3 separate regions of the Sus scrofa genome follow, and regions 1 and 2 are each linked to region 3. The links are chromatin contacts, called in public Hi-C and HiChIP or PLAC-seq maps. All regions are on one chromosome and are shown on one strand. Each heading gives the region's core, a stretch centred on a gene start, on an enhancer-like site or on the middle of the called end of the contact. The rest is flanking DNA. Distances are from core to core; before and after follow the strand shown. Region 1 overlaps PDZD2 (PDZ domain-containing protein 2). Region 2 holds the start of PDZD2 (PDZ domain-containing protein 2). Region 3 overlaps PDZD2 (PDZ domain-containing protein 2).

Evidence for each region. Hi-C and Micro-C count contacts between places; a contact is called where the count stands out from the background. HiChIP or PLAC-seq counts read pairs in DNA pulled down with a chosen protein or histone mark.
Region 1: a contact with region 3 is called in a Hi-C map of skeletal muscle, with 4 times the contacts expected there. The contact joins two enhancer-like sites. A contact is called at or near these places in 14 of 47 Hi-C or Micro-C datasets (alveolar macrophages, embryonic fibroblasts, epiblast stem cells and 8 more) and 2 of 2 datasets of contacts at active chromatin or transcription factors (alveolar macrophages and skeletal muscle).
Region 2: a contact with region 3 is called in an H3K27ac HiChIP or PLAC-seq map of skeletal muscle, with 6 times the contacts expected there. The contact joins the promoter of PDZD2 here to the enhancer-like site in region 3. A contact is called at or near these places in 8 of 47 Hi-C or Micro-C datasets (alveolar macrophages, embryonic fibroblasts, fetal heart ventricle and 4 more) and 1 of 2 datasets of contacts at active chromatin or transcription factors (skeletal muscle).

The regions. Positions count from the first base shown.
Region 1 is chr16:18,333,473-18,336,172 of Sscrofa11.1, forward strand. PDZD2 (PDZ domain-containing protein 2) reads left to right here. Exons shown (of 33, transcript XM_021077090.1): 27 at 1-112; 28 at 115-1,783. Among named protein-coding and RNA genes, the nearest start is that of MTMR12, 200 kb to the right of the region's middle. Within about 2 kb of position 1,354, at least 17 of the 83 cell types and tissues checked have an H3K27ac peak or open chromatin away from gene starts, as enhancers often do. A contact at or near this core is called in skeletal muscle, where this site is marked.
Region 2 is chr16:17,938,840-17,941,539 of Sscrofa11.1, forward strand. PDZD2 (PDZ domain-containing protein 2) reads left to right here and starts at 1,274. Exons shown (of 33, transcript XM_021077090.1): 1 at 1,274-1,407.
Region 3 is chr16:18,083,646-18,086,345 of Sscrofa11.1, forward strand. The region is part of intron 2 of PDZD2 (PDZ domain-containing protein 2); the gene reads left to right. Among named protein-coding and RNA genes, the nearest start is that of PDZD2, 140 kb to the left of the region's middle. Within about 2 kb of position 1,421, at least 6 of the 83 cell types and tissues checked have an H3K27ac peak or open chromatin away from gene starts, as enhancers often do. A contact at or near this core is called in skeletal muscle, where this site is marked.

The DNA.
Region 1 (2,700 bases), core at 104-2,603, 250 kb after region 3:
CTTCCTGAGCAAGGTGCCTGCGGTAGGCTCCACCCAGCTGTGCACTCAGAACCCAACCGAGGTTGCCCAGCAGCACCCAGGTCTCCGAAGTGTGGACCAGAAAGCAAGGCTCCCCTGCAGCCCCAGGGCCTGCGAGTCCCTTGGCACCAAGGAGTGGGTCCTCGGGGGCCAGCAAGTGGGAAGCCACCCCTCCCAGGCAGGGCCAGCGGCCCCAATCCAGCCACTTGGACTCAGCAGCAGAAGCCACCCAGGCTGGGGTGACTGGTGACAAAAGAAGCAAAGTGGCTGCTGGTGAGCCTCTAGAAAGAACTAACCAGCTGAAAATCATTGAGATCTCTTCTGAAAGGATGCCAAAGAACACATGTGGTGACAAGACAGCTGAGAGTGACAGACAGGGAGAGTTCTTGGCCCAGAGCAACTGTCAGGAGAAGAGTGAAGTCAGGCTCTGTCACCAGTCAGTGGAATCCTCCCCAAATCATCCATCCTCACTGACGCCTCGGACCTCCCAGGGAGAGCTGGAAACGCAGAGATCTTTCACCATGGCGAAACTGACTTCCTCCTCCTCCTCCCCGCAGCTGCCAGCTGGAAAGGCAGATCCCTGCCAGGGAAAGTCAGGCCAGATGTCAGACGCCCTTGGGACGTCCAGGAGCAGTGCACCAGCGGGCTCGGCACTGGATGACCATCCCTACTTCACGCCACGGCCAGCGACCAGGACCTACTCCATGCCAGCCCAGTTCTCCAGCCATTTCAGCCGAGAGGGGCACATCCTGCACAGCCCAGGGCGCACCCCCCGGGACAGCCAGAGCCCTGCCGCTAGCGGGGGCCACCTGGAGGCCAAGGCATCCAGAGGTGCTGTGCTGGGCCTGGTTAATGGACAGGGGATGTATAGCGTAAAGCCCCTGCTGGAGACGTCGAGGAACCTTCCAACCACAGACGAAGGGGATGTCCTTTCAGTGCCGGAAACGAGCTGCCTGCTCACAGACAAAATCAAAGTCACCAGAAGACACTACTACGCAGAGCAGAACTGGCCCCATGAATCTACCTCATATTTCTCTGTGAAGCAGAGGATCAAGTCTTTTGAGAACCTGGCCAATTCTGACCGGCCTGTGGCCAAGTCCGGGGCCTCCCCTTTTCTGTCGGTCAGCTCCAAGCCTCCCGTTGGGAGACGGTCATCCGGCAGCGTGGCTTCCGGGAGCCTCGGCCACGCCAGTGACCCAGTATCGAGGTCACTGAGACGCAGCTTGAGTTCCTGCAGCGAAAGCCAAGGTGAAGCCAGCGCCGTCGTCCCCCCGATGGCCAAGTCCCCGTCGAGCATGATGCTGACCATCTCCCGGCAGAGCCTGGTGGAGGCCGGTAACAAGGGCTCTGACTCGGACCCAAAGAGATGGCTGGGTCCTTCGGGAATCCCCACCCCAGCGGTGACCCCGGCGTCTCCCGCCAAGAGGAATAAGTCCTCCGTGCGTCACACCCAGGCCTCGCCTCTGTCCCGCTCGAAGCTGCAGGAGCTGAGAGCCCTGAGCATGCCTGACCTTGACAAGCTCTGCAGCGAGGACTTCTCAGCTGGGCCGACTGCTGTGCTCTTCAAAACCGAGCTGCAAATCGTCCCCCAGAGGTCACTTGGCTCCCCTCCTGGAGGCCTCAGGGGGTCCACCGCCTTTTCCTGCCCCGTGAAGGGCGCGGACAGGGCCAGCCCTAAAGCCACTGAGCCCAGGGCACCCAGTTCAGCCCCCAATATGAGTGAGATAACCCAGGATCTGCCTTCCGGAAAAAGCTGGTCAGTTAAGTAAGTGTCTGCCCCTCCTCTTTTATTTCTATAAACTTTTTTATGGACTAGTTTTAGATTTATAGAAAGTTGCAAAGGGAGTACAGACTTCCATGTATCCTTCGCCCAGCTCCTTCTAATGTTAACCTCTTACGTGGAGTTCCCATTGTGGCTTAACAGGTTAAGAACCCAACATAATGTCTGTAAGGATGTGGGTTCAATCCCTGGCCTCACTCAGTGGGTTAAGGATCCGGCGTTGCTGCGAGCTGCGGTGTAGGTCACAAATACAGCTCAGATCTGGCATGGTTGTGGCTGTGGCATAGGTCAGCAGCTGCAGCTCTGATTCAACCCCCAGCCTGGGAATGTCCACATGCCGCCGGTACAGTAGTGAAAAAAGAAAAAAAAAAATCTTACATAACCCACGGTCCGTTTGTCAAAAGTAGGAAGTTACGTTGGAAGAACACAAGTAGCTAAACAAAAGACTTGATTCAGATTTCTCTGAATAAATTTCACTGACGTCCTCCTTTTTTTATTCTAGCCTCTAATTTTGTTCTTAATATCATTACAGGAAAAATAAAGAGCCTGCAAGGAAAAGTGTTTGCCAAAATGTTGCTCTAAAGAGAGGCTTCTGTAGGGCAGGGCACTTAGGCAGAAGCGCTGTGAGAAAAATGGCAGGACAGGGGAAGCTCGGGGCCTTTGAAGGTGACTGAAATCTTAACAGGAAATTTCTAGGTTGTTTTAAAATATTTCACTCGAGCCTATAGAATATTTAATATGTCTGAGATTTTCTGTTAAACTCCAGAACATCCCCTAACATCTTGGAGGGATCCCAGAATCCATAGGAATTCCACTGCTGTCGGTAGTGAATGAAATTCCTGTTCAGCATGTGGGATTCTTCAAGCAGTTTGGAATGGGAATTGCGAGCAAAAGAGCTTGAA
Region 2 (2,700 bases), core at 24-2,523, 140 kb before region 3:
TTTTGTTTTTTTCTATGTACAGATAGGAAAAGAAACTCTGGGTGCCTAAGACTGCATAGCTTGTAATACAGGAAGCTTGGATTTGTGCAGAGATTGATCTCAGTGACCTAGTAATAATAAAGGCTGAAGAACAACTGAATTCAAGTCCTTACCCACCCCAACCCCTGCTGAAAACACTATCTCAGAATGCCTTGGGACCACCCTGGCCCCTGATGCTGCAGAATCTGTGCAGGTGATTTATGTCTGTCTGTTCTTCCAAGAGACCAGAGCTTATTGCCTTGCTGGGCAAAGCTGCAGCGGATCCCTGCCCCACCCCTTCTCCATACCCGCACCCCAAGCAAAGATTTCCAATTACTGCTCTGCAGAAAATGTCAAAAGCATTATTCAACTATTCATTATCTCAGGTTTTGTAATTTTTCATATATTTTTACTCTTATCTGCTAGCACTTGAAAAAGCCCAGCTTTTTCCTCTTAAGGGAGCTTAATTTGCAGAGCAATGCGGTCTCCCTATTATGTTCTTATCATCCTCTCCCTGTGGTAGGCAGAATGACAAGGATGACAAAAAAAAAAAAAAAAAAAAAAAACCCAAAATATTTGAGGACCTTCCTGAAAATCCACGGGAATGAGGAATCCGAAAAGCCTGAGGCTTCTGTTCCTCGAGTGACCTGGAACAAGGCCAAGGGCGATTGGCATTAGCTGTCACAGTCTACTCAGCAAGGCCTCTTGGCTGGTTCTCACAGTGACCAAAACCACCACCCTGGGGCCCTGGGACTCTGCCTCAGAGAATTTCTCTGACGGGTTTAACTGGGGGATTAAACAGCTCTTGGGTGCCAAGAGGTTCCTTGAAATTCTCATACCAATGTTAAATTAGCTTTGGTATCCCAAAGACCAGAAGCCAAGGGTGGCTTGGGGTGGCTTAGTCCTTGCCTCATTTCCTTTGGTCTCTCCGCTCCATTCTTGTATTAAAAGGCAATAGACATTTTTCTCAGTGCTCTGTAAAGTGCTGTGCAAAGGCAACTTCCAGTTCCCTAGCTCACTGTCTTCCACCTAGATGGCGCCCTGAACTCCGCCATCTGGAAATTCTGAGCTGCCATCTCCCTGGATCCTTCCCTCCCAGGATCCCCAGGTTTCCGAAGCCAGCGCCCCAGGGCTCCCGGTTCGCGCCGAGGGATTCTGGCGTGCATAGCTCGGGGGAATCCCGCCCACCTTGTCATTCCTGCAGGGGAATCCCCGCCCCCCGTCCCTGTCACTCCAGGAAGGGAGTTCCCGCCCCTCGAATCTACCAGAGGGAGGGAATCCCCGCCCATCCTGGAGGCTCGGCGGATCCCCAGCGCCGCGCAGCTGGGAGAGCTGGCGGAGGAGCAGACTCCCGGCGCCCGTGCGTGCGGCCCCGGGTGGGAAGACGAGGTGAGTGGCGGCTGCGGGGACCCGCCGGGCCGTGGGCGCCTGGGATTGCGCCTCCCGTGGCTGCGGGCGAACCGCGGCGCTGCAGCTCCGGGCAGGCGCGGCAGTGGCACCCGCGGTGGCAGCAGCGGCGGCAGCGGCGCGGGGACCCGCCGGGCGGCGCCTCGGTCCGAAAGCGCGAGGAGCACCCGTAGCCTCCTCCGAGCCCTGTGCAGGTGAAGCGACTGTCCGGCTGCAGCCGAAACGTGGGGCTTCGAATGGATGGGGGCTGAGGGGCAGGTGTGCCACCCCCGAAACCCCGTGCGACTAGGAAAGTTTAGTGACAAATCCAGGTGCGGGAATCCCAGCCCTGGGAGGGCGGTGAGTAGCGGCTCTGAACCCGGGTCCCGCGTTGGGCGTCGCAAACTCCCCGCGCATCCGGCGGGGGATGGGGAGCATGCGGCAGCGGGAAAAGGGCCCGACGGAGGCGGCCAGGGACAGTGGGACAACCTGAGACGCACTGCTGGTGACACTCAGGACAGGGCCTGAAGCCCCTATCCCGGCGCGCGCCCAGGAACCCCATCTCTGGGCCCTCGGCTAGTCCCCTCCTCCAGGGCAGAGGTCCTCAGGTGTTCTGGCTTCAGGTACTGCCTTGGGATCCATCGTCCGGCACTTATTCATCTCTTGCCCCTTCCTGCTTGGAGAAGAGACCTGCAGCGCGAGGGCAGGGCGCGCAAAGAGCAAGGGCATCTTTGGGGAGATTACGGGCGTCTGCCGGAGAGATGGGGAAATCCTGCTCTACCCCTCTCCCTCTGAAGTCCAGTCACCTCCGCTTCCCCCCCCCCCCCCGCCCCCGCCCCCCGCTCCGCGCCTTCTCTCTTTTCTCTTTCCCTCGATCTCTTGGATTTGTGTTGCCTTTCCAGGTCTTTGGGCTGTAATCTTCCTGCAATGCTCAACTGAGTTGGGGGAGGGAGGGTCCAGGGTCCCTGGTGGAGTTTGCCAGAATCCTGTCCTCAGCAACCCTGATCCACCCCGCGAGACCTTGATAAGAGACACCGGAGTGTGAAGAGGACAAGGTCTGGCACAGGCTGGTGGCAGACTGGAATGGCAGGCACGAGGGCATTCCAGAGCTGCAGACGTGCGCTGGGACTGGAGGTGGAGCGGGCAAGGGGCTGTCTCTTGCAGCTTGCGAGGGCCTCTTGCCTCCCACAGATGTAGGGTGCCCTGGGTGGATGTGTTTCCCTTGAGAAATGAGGACGGAGGTGGCTGCTGAGTGTGGCTGCAGAAAGTGATACTCTGGATCTGCTTTTACAGTGA
Region 3 (2,700 bases), core at 171-2,670:
GGCCCTTAATCCAAGATGACTAGTGTCCTTATAAAAAGGGCAGGTTTGAACACAGATATGGGGAGGGGGGAATGCCATGTACAAGTTGGAGTTATGCTGCCACAAGCCAAGGAACTACCAGAAGCAAAGAAAGGGACCTGGAGCAGACATTTCTCTAGTACCTCAGAGGGAGCATAGCTCTGCAAACACCTTGATCTTGGACTTTGAGCCTCCAGAACTATGAGACACATTTCCATTGTTCAGGCCACTGGGTTTGCAGTACTTTCTTATGGCAGCTCTAGCACATTAATACATGTAATATTTTGACCTTGTCATCTGTGGCTGGCCAGTTATTCAGACAATTTCCTCCCTGACAAGGCTGCCCTGGAAACTTTGGAGCCCTGTGGATGTTTTTGGAAGAGGACGCTCTGAAAATTGCGTGTGTGTTAAGTGTGGGAGGAGCAGGTGCAAAAAGTAGAAGCTGAGGTCATGGTTGGCTTAGTTTAAAAATTAGCTTTGGGTCAGTTTGGGAAGTTCATCCCTGGAGGAGGAGCAGAGAATTCACAACCATGAACTTGACACTCTTCTGTACCCCAGAACCAGCTCCAAAGCCTAACTTGGGACTGTCCCCAAATTGCAGAGCCCATCCTGCTTTCTCCCCGAGGTCCACAGTTTGCTTGCAGGCTCCCCAAGTAGCTCTGGGAATCCCTCATTCTTTTGCATGGTGACAGCATCATCCTGAGATGAACTTCTAGAGAAATTCCTGAGGTGGGGAGGGATACAGTAATGGTTGATGTCACATGCCCCCATCTTGCAGGCATAGCTGGTAACACATGGAGGAAGGTTTTTGTTTGAGACCTTATCATACATACCTAGTCTGGGGAAGATGAGATTTTCTGGAATGTTCTATTTATATCTTTTTGGTGAAGGGAGAACTGGGAAGATTTTTTAGATTATGTCCTACAAGGAATGTTTGTAACCCCAGTCCCTCCCTCCCTCGGCTGGCTTTCTATAAGTAAACCAGATCTGTTCCCTGAGGACAGATTGTTCCAAATTGGTAACAAAATGTGGAATTAATTAAAACACAACCCACACATGAAAACAAAAACAAGTAGCCTTTTCTGAAAAGTAAAAGGGCCTATGTTTCACTTACAATGTGGTTTTTTTAGGATAGGAACCTCGACTGGACTTTTTGGTACACGAATAAATGTGATCAGCGCACAGGACAAAGAACATGGGCCTCGGAGAGATGGATCTGGCTTCCAGACCCGCCTGCTGTCCTTGTGGGCAAGTTAGCTCAGCCGCAGGAGGTGGATGCTTTCCCCAAAAGAGTCATTTAGTGGATGAGATAAGATGATTTATTTAATGTACTGAATCGGCCTCTGGACCTTGGTAGATTTCAGTCAAAGGTAACTTAACACCCTTCCTGGTCGACCTCAGGAGACCTGATCCCAGGGCACAGCATGAACTGAGAAAAGGCCTTTGAGGCTGAGGGACAGAGAAGAGACTAAAACTCTGGTGGTTTGCTCAGTAGGAAAGAGAATAATTTCCAGCCCAGAATTCAAGGTAATATTCAAGGTGAAGGGAGTGGATACTCCCCGGATGGAAAGGATGCTGATGCGTGAAAGGAGGGGTCCTGGAGCCCCCAGGGCCAGCCTGCACCTTTGCGTTCCTGGGGTGTGAGATGCCCGTGTGGTCCAAGAATGGGGGCCAGGGTGCTGGGCTGGCAAGAGGGCCCAGGGAGCTCATGGTGCTGGGCCAACTGGCCCAGGAGCATTGCTACTGACTGGGTGGACTAGCTGTATGAGTCTGGGCCAGAAGTAACCTTCAGCACACCACCCACTGCCTTTAAATCGTGTGTAAAATTAAATTTAGAGTTGATACGAGCTCAGACTCTGGTTACCCATGGCAACCCTGAGTTCTCTGAGGGTTATAGCCGATTTTAAGCAGAGTGTCAGGAGGCTGCTAGAAGGTGTTAGTTGGAGAAATGGCTGCAGGTAGTGATGTAGGAGATTGCAGAAAGGAGGAATTGCCAATTTTAGCTTGATTACATAGCCTCCGGGACCATTTCACACAAGGGTCCTGTCTACCTGAACATGCCCAGAGGCACCCAGGGCTCTATTCAGGACGGTATAAACAGTAAGAGGCGGTCATCGTGATGACCTCGAACATTCAGGGAAGGTTAAGTTATATTCAGTTTGCTGTTTAAGAAGCCAGAGAAGCGTGTAATACACTTCGGAAAGATTTCCATTCCAGAAGGTTAAAAGGAAAACACGTTTCAGCATTTAAAATTCAATTATCTGGAAACGTGGTCGTGTGGAACGGCCCATTCCCCAAGGATGCCGTGTAAATGGAGCGTTACAGGACCTTACGTTGGAGCCCACCTCATTCTTCTCGGCCTGCTTTCCCCACGTGCTGTTTCACTTCATGTCTTAGTTTCTGGAAGGTCGCCCATAGTGCATCCAAGGCCTGTCTTCTCCTTGTACCAAGGAGGAAACTGAGGCTCCAGGAGCTCGTTTCCTGGGGCCAAGTATCTTCTTCAGAGAAGAGCAAGGACCTCTGTCTCAAATTCTAGAACTTTTGCTTCAACACTACAAAGAGAAACCGATGAAATCTGAAATTTCAAAAAAAATTTTTTTTGGAATTTTACTGTTGACTGTGAGAAACAAATGGAAAATCAAAATTTTGTACATATTTCTACATCCATTCTCTAAATGGATG